Regions from separate parts of the Anser cygnoides genome. Here region 2 is linked to region 1. A link is a contact called in public Hi-C data. All regions are on one chromosome and are shown on one strand. Each heading gives the region's core, a stretch centred on a gene start, on an enhancer-like site or on the middle of the called end of the contact. The rest is flanking DNA. Distances are from core to core; before and after follow the strand shown. Region 1 holds the start of SLC29A1 (solute carrier family 29 member 1 (Augustine blood group)). Region 2 holds the start of LOC106029739 (epoxide hydrolase 1-like).

Evidence for each region. Hi-C and Micro-C count contacts between places; a contact is called where the count stands out from the background.
Region 2: a contact with region 1 is called in a Hi-C map of liver, with 2.0 times the contacts expected there. The contact joins the promoter of LOC106029739 here to the promoter of SLC29A1 in region 1. A contact is called at or near these places in 2 of 7 Hi-C or Micro-C datasets (both in liver).

Annotation. Positions count from the first base shown.
Region 1 is chr3:33,858,657-33,863,047 of Taihu_goose_T2T_genome, reverse strand. It overlaps SLC29A1 (solute carrier family 29 member 1 (Augustine blood group)), which reads left to right and starts at 2,670. Exons shown (of 14, transcript XM_048080133.2): 1 at 2,670-3,077. LOC106048216 (spectrin beta chain, non-erythrocytic 2-like) reads left to right here. Exons shown (of 31, transcript XM_066993846.1): 29 at 128-288; 30 at 582-734; 31 at 1,139-1,589. The coding sequence ends at 1,374.
Region 2 is chr3:34,438,721-34,442,886 of Taihu_goose_T2T_genome, reverse strand. LOC106029739 (epoxide hydrolase 1-like) reads right to left here and starts at 2,074. Exons shown (of 11, transcript XM_013171012.3): 1 at 1,980-2,074; 2 at 1,090-1,249. The coding sequence starts at 1,229.

The DNA of each region.
Region 1 (4,391 bases), core at 1,421-3,920:
CGAGGCACTTTCCCACACGGAGGGGATGGGTACCAGCCTCTTCTTCCACGTGGCCCTTGCGCTGAGGCTCTGCCCAAGCTCCGTCAGCCCGCAGCAAGCCGAGCTGTGCCTCTCTGCTACCTTCCAGCTTCGGCAAGGCGCCTGGCCCCGGCAGCTCCCACCTGCAGGGTCACCATCAGGCCGTGAGCGCCAAGAGCCAGGAGATCGTGGTGCTACCCCGCTCAAACGCCCGGCTGCAGCTGCCCCTGGACGCGCAGGACGGCCCCGCCGATGGCACGTCGGCAGCAGGTGACTTCCTCGCCTCCGGGCCCTGTGGGGTCTCCCCTACTTGCTGCCCAAATGCAGCCCCAGCGGGTGCTCTTGGGGTTGCTCTGCTCCTGCCCGAGCTCCGTGGCAGAGTGTGAGGCCGGGCTGTTTGGGAGGATGCAGGGCTGTCCTGGGGCGGCCTTGCCTTGTGTCATAGTGCCGTGCTGGCGTCTGCAGGATTGCCTTGGGGTCAAGGCAATCTGCTGGTGGAGGACGTATCCACCTGGGCATGTGTCCCTGTAACACCTCCTTGACCTGTCTCTGTTCTGCTTCAGAGGATGTCCGTGGGGCTGTCAGCCACGCAGCCGGGCCCAGGGAGCAGCAGTGGTCACCCAGGACATCCCCTGGGCTGTGGGACAACGGCTGCCCAGATGACGACGACTGCGGGCTGGTGGCCAACAAGCGGCGGTCCTACTCCTTCACCTCAGGTACGGTGGGGTCGGGGCACACGTGGCTGGGGCAGCCTTGTCCAGCAGCCCCATCGGGGCAGGAGGTGCTTCGCCTGCCGGTGTTTGTCCCGTTGGAGTGGTGGTGGCCACGGGGTGGGTCACCCATCCCACCAGGAGGCATCTCCCCCGCCTTGTGCCATCTCCCAGCGCCCTACAGGGTGGCTGTGCTCAGCCCCACAGCTACCAGTGAGAGGACAACGGCTTCTCTGGGCAAGCTCCTGGTTTTGCTGTCACAGCCAGGAGGTGGCACCAGCGCCCCTGTCCCCAGAGCCACCCGTGCGGTGCTGGTGCCCCCATCCCTGCGCCGCGGGCTGCAGCACCCCGTGCCCTGCTCGGGGAGGGCTCTGGGGGGGCTGGCAGCCTCTCACTGCTCCCTCCCGCAGCCACCTACCAGAAGATCACCCCCGTGGCCGTGCCCCAGGAGCCGCTGGAGGCCGGGAGCAGCTACTCGGTCACGCTGTACATCGGGGAGCAAGCGGCGGCCGTGCCCAGGGCGCGCTGCCACTCCTTCGTGGCGCGGCCGGGGAGCCCGCGGGACGCGCTGGGGGAGAAGCCCCCCGGCCCCCCCCGCCCCAAGAACAAGTCCGTCTTCAAGAAGTTCTTCGGCAAGAAGGAGTGAACCCCGGCCGAGGGGGAGGAAAGCCCCCGCCTGCCCGTGTTCCTCCTCTCGGGTGCCGTCCTCGCACCGTCTCCGCTGCCAGCACCAGCTCACCGCTCGCCGCCTGCCCGGGGGGGCTGCACTACACCCCCGCCTCCCCCTTCCCGCCCCCGGGCCTCCCCCCACACGCAGCACAGGCAGGGCCGGGGGCCTTTTTATTAAAAAACAGATCGACACGCGGTCTGGGAGCTTCTTCATCCAGCCCGCAGAGGGGCTCCCGAAGGTGGGTGGTGGTCATGTCAGAGGAGGGGGCTCCCGTGGCCGGGCTCGGTGCTGCTCGAGGGGAAGCCTGAGCCACCTGGCATCTCCCGAGGAGCTTGGTCCTGTGGTTTTCCCTGTTGTCCCCAGCCCAGCTCATCCCTCGTGGCACCTGGACCCCGTTTCCCTCACTTGCTCAGCCTCGAGCCTCGTGCTCGGTGCAGGATGGCCGCAGGCAGGCGCGTGCTGCATGCTGTGGTGACGGTCAGGGAGCGTGGCCAGACCCCGGGGGCTTCCCTGTCCCAAAATTTTGCAATAGCTTCGCCAGCCCGTGCTGGTGTCAGCCACTCTGGTTCCTGTCTGTGCCGGGAAGGGGAGGGAGCCCAAAGCCCCGTCCGGGTGTGCACCAGCCCTCAGGCAAAAAGGACAGGTCTGTGAGGACGCTCCCGGCAGGCTCCGAGGCTCAGCCTCTCCTCCGCAGGCACAGGATGGGGCTTAAAATAGCTGGGCTGGCTGCCGCCCAGATCCGCAGCAAGGGCTGCAAGCGCAGAAACACGAGTAGCGGGCACGGGGCTGCTCCCACCCCCCTGTGTCCCGCTGCAACCCCCAGCTGGGGACGGGGGCAGCGGTGTCACCCAGCGAGGGGCTTCGTGCTCCCGGAGGAGGGGAGTTGGGGGGATTTGGGGCCGCAGATTTCTCTTGGCTCGGTCTCTTGGCTCGGTCACCTGTTTTCCTCCAGCACCGCCGCTCGGCCCGTGCACACTGCCTTAATGGGAAGAGAGGAGCGGGGCGGCTCGCTCGGGGCTGGGGGGGATGCCCTGGGACGGGGCCAGCCCCGGCCGTGCCGCGAGGAGGCACTTGCAGCCCCGGCCCTGCGCAGCAGCCGCTCGGTCAGGAGCCGCCAGCTCATTCCTGAGCTGCTCAGGGGCCCGGCGGAGGGGCAGCGGGGCTGGGGCCGCACGGAGGGCTCGTCCCCCCTCACTGCTTGGGGTGCGTGACACCCGGAGCCACCGACCTGCCCAGAGTGTCCCACGCTGGCCCAAGTCCAGCACGGCGGCGTGAGACGAGACGTGTAAAACGGAGCAGGGACGGGGGCACCTTGTGACCCCAGGCAGAGCCCACGGCACGCTCCCCGTGCAGCGGGGTGTCGCAGGAGGGCACCGTCCCCTGCACCCGCGCTGCAGGAGGGCGCCTTCCCCTCACCCTCTCCCCCTCCTTGCCCTGGCGCCGGGCCCCGCTGACGAATCCCGCTGGCGGTCTCGATGGCAGGCGCCGCTTCCCCCCGCTAATCCCCGCGTGCACGCAGCCTCCACCTGCTGAGCCAGCGGGAGCCCCACGGAGCCGCTCGCAGCCAGCGCCTGGCTGAGGAGCTCGTGGCACGGTGAGGGCTCGGCAGCCCCCGTCCTCCCTCCACCGGAGGATCCCCGGCACTGGGCAAGGCGGCAGCGGGGAGCTGAGCCCTGGAGGTAACGGGCAGGGTGGCGAGAGGGAAAGGCGCTGGCTTGGGGGGCTGGATGGGGAGGGGACGTGGCTCTGAGAAGCCACCACAAGGACCCGCGTGCAAGGTCACCCCGCAGCCGGGGGCCTGTGCCGAGCCTTGTCACCCACCGCCCCGTCCCTCTGCCTCGGGGCTGAACGGGGATCTGGGCATCTGGTGACAAGGACGATCCGGCTCCCGGCCATGCTGCGGCCGGAAGGGAAAGGTCCGGGGGGAGCAGGGTCTGCAGGGCGATGCCTATAGGGCAGGGCCCCCCCCTTCACAAGGACTTTGTCCCCAGGAGGGCACGGGGCATCCCCGCGCGGGGGGCCGAGGGCTGTCCTGCAGCCGGGTGTCCTTGGCGCGGCAGGCAGAGCGCTAGGACCTGGGGAGAGGCAGGCAGGCAGCGCTGGCAGCTCTCCCCCTGAGCAGTGCGGGATCCGGGCTTGTCAGCCGGCAGCACCGCGGGCACGCAGCCCGCCAGCGGCCCTGCGGACATCGGAAACAAACAAACAAAAATAAATAAAAAAAATCACAACAACATGTAAGCGTGCATGGTCGTGCCCCGGGCTGGCACCGTGTGCCATGGACGGCCGCCGCGGAGCTGCAGGCGCTGTAACTAGGGCACGGGGCTGAGCGGCGGTGCCGTGGGACACAGCAGGTCAGAGCTGGGGCACGGGGACACCGGCAGCGGTGGCTTTGCTCTGTGTGCTGTCCCACAACGGGGCAGGGGTTGGGGTGCTGTGGGGGTGGCAGGTGGTCCGGTGGGTTTTTTGGCCCCGGTGCGCTCGCCCCCATGCTCCCGGCCATACTGGGGTGGTGCCTTGTGTTCCCGTAAGGTCCTTGGGGTACCTGCAGCGCGGGGGACACCACCGGGGAGCCCTCACTCTGCGCCTCCCCGTCGGGGTTTCTTCCCCAGCCCTGCCCAAACCTCGCAAGCCCTTTGTCCCCGGAGCCAGGCTCTCTCCTGTGACCCTTCCGAGCTGCAGGCTGACCGCTGGGAGCTCGCCCTCGGCCCTCGCTCCGCTCCCTCCCCAGCTCCTTCCTCCCCCAGGCGCCGTCCCCGTGCTGCCCTCGGTGTGATTCGGCCGGGACGCGGTGGCCCCGGCTGCCCCCCAGCTTGTTTGCAGGATCCTGACCCCGCGCGCGGGGCGCGGAGGCCGGGGCAGGGTCCGCAGCCTGGCCCTCACCCCCACGCTGCCTGGCCCTCACCCCCACGCTGCCTCTCGGCGTGGCGGCACCGTGCCGCCGTCCCAGCCACAACCCCACACGGGGGACGCGGGTCGGGGTGGGCAGCCCTGGC
Region 2 (4,166 bases), core at 825-3,324, 580 kb before region 1:
CTCCTTCAGCACAATTTAGATAAAAGGCCCTAAACAGACGGGTAGGTGTCCTTGCAGTCTTTCATCCTACGAGTGGCTGTGATACTTCAGCCAGGAAAATCAGTTATTTTGACCACTGCATGGAGATAGGCACAAAGCCCTGCAGGGAACTTTTAAGATCAAGGTTCACTCTGCTCCCAGCCACGCTGTGCTCATTGTGCCACAGGGCTGGCACGAGGAGAGGCTTGTAGGACCTTTACCTGCTCAGATTTCAGTGAGTTGCTATACCTTTCCTACTTCTAATGACTCCTAAGTAGATACTGAGCTTTTAGGTCTTATCTGCCTGCAAGAAAAATGAAAATTCCTCCTTGGTTCTATTTTAGCCTGATGGATTGTCTTGCAAGAATAGTTACTTCTGGAAAAAACTAGAAGTAACAAGAAAAAGTTTTGCCGCTCCACCTTACGGAAGGTGGCTGAAGTAGGGAGCTGTTTGGCGTCATAATTAAGGTATCTCAAAACAAATACAAGGGCACAAATCTCCATGAAAACACACACCCATTTGCTGTTTCTTTTTACCTGCTATCATTTCCCACCACTACCTGTGGCAAATAATCTGGTGCCTATACTGGAGACCGTAGCAGTCCCCATGGCAATTTGGTAATGATCTCTGATATCTGGTGTGTGATTTTTAAGGAGGTACCTCCTTAAACAGCTCCCTGCCAAGGCAAAACAAAGCTTCTGTAAGCAAACAATGTCACCCTCCACCTCACGGAGGCTGAGCAGCTTATGCAACAGGTAATAATATCCCTGTGCACTTACATCCCAGACTTTAGTGAGTCGGAGGCATGAAACAAGTTATTGTGGCACTAGCACCAGCTCAGCGCTGTTAACAAATCAAGCACGCCAGAGACACAGCTCTCCGAGCAACAAAAAGCAAGGTTCGGTCTAGTACAACCTCCTCCCCAGTCACGCTCAGGAGAAACCAGCTGCGTGCTCCCCACACCCTCCGATGGCTTGGCTCAGCCTGGGTTACCCTGCAGGGCTTTCCCCGACCCCAACCACAGCAGAGCCCTGTTTGGGGCCTTCCTCCCCACCCCGAGGGCATCTCACCAGGCGTTGGGAAGGACCTCCTGCCACATGTCTGCTCCTCCTCGCCTTGCTGCAGCTCTGAGCGAAGCAACCCAGGTGTCTCCTCGGCTGGCTTTCTCTTGGCACTGACGCTCTCTCAGTGACAAGGCAAGCCACATCATTGATTGGTGCCACCTATTGCCTAAGTGTGCGCATGCAAATTAGGTTCAACAAAGTTCAACAGAGGCAAATACAAAGTCCTGCATGGGGAGGGAATAGACCTGTGCACCAGCACAGGCTGGGTGCCAAAAGCACAGAAAGCAGCTCTGCAGAGCCTGATTTGAGGTCCTCAAATGAATCACTCAAGGAGGGGACCTTCTGAAAAAGGCTAGCTATGTATGGGGCTATACAGCAAATATGTTAGCCAGCAGGCTGGCTGAAGCGATCCTTTCCTTCTCTTTGGCCCTTGTGAGACCATGTCTGGAAGCGCAGTGCTGAGGTCTGGTCTTGTTGGTAGAGGACGGAGCAGAGTGAGTCCAGTGCAGGGCCACCAGGCTGCCAGGGGCTGGAGCACATGCTGTATGAGGAGAGACTCAGACCTGTGCTTGTTCAGCCTGGAAGACAGAATGCAAATGTGTGTGTGTGTGCGTGTGTCCATCCTACTGCTGTCTACAGCTACCTAGTGGACAGCATAGAAAAAATAGAGCTAGACTCTTTCTGGGGGAGCAACAGTGGAGGGACAAAAGGTAATGGATGCTAATTGCAACAAAGGAAGTTCTGGTTAGATATTAGGATAAATTAGTTCCCCATTCAGACACTGAAGTGTGTCCCAGAAAGGACACTGGAACAGGGTCCCAGAGAAGATCTGGAATCTCCATCCTTGGAGCTATTCAGAATTTGTAAGGAGCAAGGCACTCTGCAACCTGACCTACCTGGACCTGCTCTGTGCAGGTGGTGGGACCAGCTGACTTCCACGGGTCCCTTCCAACCTGTGCATCGTGTGGTTCAATCCCATGTGCGCCTGGGATTTGCAGCAGCTGAAACAAAACAAAACAAAACAAAACATCAAAAAAGGAAAAGATAAGTTTTCTCATATACCACAGAAACTAGTGCTTTTATTTAGCTCAGGGAACTAGATTTCATTTCCCAAATGGTCAATTAAATCTTACTGGATAAAGGTTTCTTTTTTCCCAAATTGTTGCACAGTGTCCTTGCCGTGTTTCACTTCAGGGATAGCTACATTTTACTGTCAGAGGGAATGACTCCTACCTCCATGCAATGCTCAAAGTAAAGTCCCATTACCAATGAGATCTGCGGAGATCAAGTCTTGTATTGCTGTGCTGTCAAAAGAGCTATCAGGAGGAAAACCTTGTAAATCCTACATTTGGTTTAAGTTCAATTTCTTGCTACACCACGGCTATTTCTGGTTATGCCTGGGAGATGGCTGGGATTACTTAGCTTTAAGGCCTTATTTCTAAAATAAAAGCAAGTCTGGAAGCCTTTTGGAAGATGGCATCCCTGATTGCAGAGGGGGCTGTAATTAAGACTGGAGAATTACTATCAACAAGAGGAAAAAATGATCACCAGGGTGAAAGGTAGTTGAGGACCCCCGTAGTTTGACATGTTGGGGTACAACAGGCAGTGATGTTTCTAGGATTCAAAAGAGACCTTGAGAGAATTCTGTTTCTTACCTATGACTAGGAAAAGGCACAAAGGAGGAAGATCTGGCTTAAATAACTGAGAGTGAAAATATCTATTCCAGGAATGTTGGAAAAGAGCCAGCAGAGCTAGTTAAAGCGGCAGAGAAAAGATACAAGTTGCTGCCGTCTGTCTAAAAGGTTTGGGACTATCAGAACAGGTTTCTCTGAGATATAGGCGGGCACACCAAGGCCATTAATATCCTGAGGCTAAAAGGCAAAAAACAAAACCAAACCAAACCTCAAACAACCAATAAGACACAAAACAGTGATAAATCTGAAACAACTGAGATGTTAGCATGCTGTATAAAATGCAGGGTGTATGTGCAAGAGTTTGGTGAGTGCTGGAGCAAAGAGCTCAAGGGGTTCCGGAGGAAATCCTCCACTTTGGGGTACTGCAGCAGCTTGTCCATCCACTGGAAAACAAGTTTTTTTCCCCTTCTCTCTTACAACCCCTAGTGGCCCAAATGCACAACTCCAGGCAGAAACTGCTTGTTGGTGTCAACTAGGCTACCTACCCGGAGGCTGTGATGCACGTCCCATAAATGTAACTATCAGAGGAAAGGATATAGAAGAGTGTCTCAGAGCATCTCCCTGCACTGGGGCAGGATCCCTTATCCTTAATGATAGACGTTTTATCAAACCCATTTTAAAAAGCCTCCTTGGAGCACTATTAGAACATTTTCTGCCCCTGTCCCGGTGCTGTGATTTTGCTGGTCCAGCTGCTGTTCTGGCATGGGAAGAAAAAGAAAAGAAAAAAAAAAAGAAGAATTGTTATATAGTATTTCAGTATTGCATCTGTCTAAACTTTAAAAGGCTCTCATGTTTCCATTGCACAAATCCCATGTGAACAGAGGGCTTGTTTCCTCTCTCTCCCTTGCTTTTGCCACCAATCAGCAGTATCACGCCTGCACAAACAATAGAAAATATGCACATGGAAATGTAACCGTAATGCATTTTTCCCACCTGTTTCAGCAGCGGGATACAAGCAGGAGCAGCCAAACACAAGATAACCTGCCAGCTCTCCCAGGGCCATTCACAGTGCTGCCGGAGGGAGAGCCCAAAAAGCCCAACCAGAGCTTAAGCGAGTGCCAAAAAGAGGCACTCGCAGCACTTCTGCAAATAATGGGTGCCCTCTGGTGGGAAGAGGAGCTCAGAGTGCACAAAATAACCACTTTTTTTTTTTTTTCTTTTTCTTTTCCCTGTTTGAGCACTTTGTGGTTTTCTCATTGTCCTTTGCACATAATTGGAATGGAAGCCTCCTAAATGCCATTAGTTCCAAAACCCGAGACGTGGGGAGGAAAGTTGGTGATTTCTGGTTATGAAATGAGATTGTGAACAGAGTTAAGACTGGAGCACAAAAGCTTTGCCTGCAGCTGTTTTATAGCTTGAGATGCTGGGCTAACTCGTAAATGATCATTC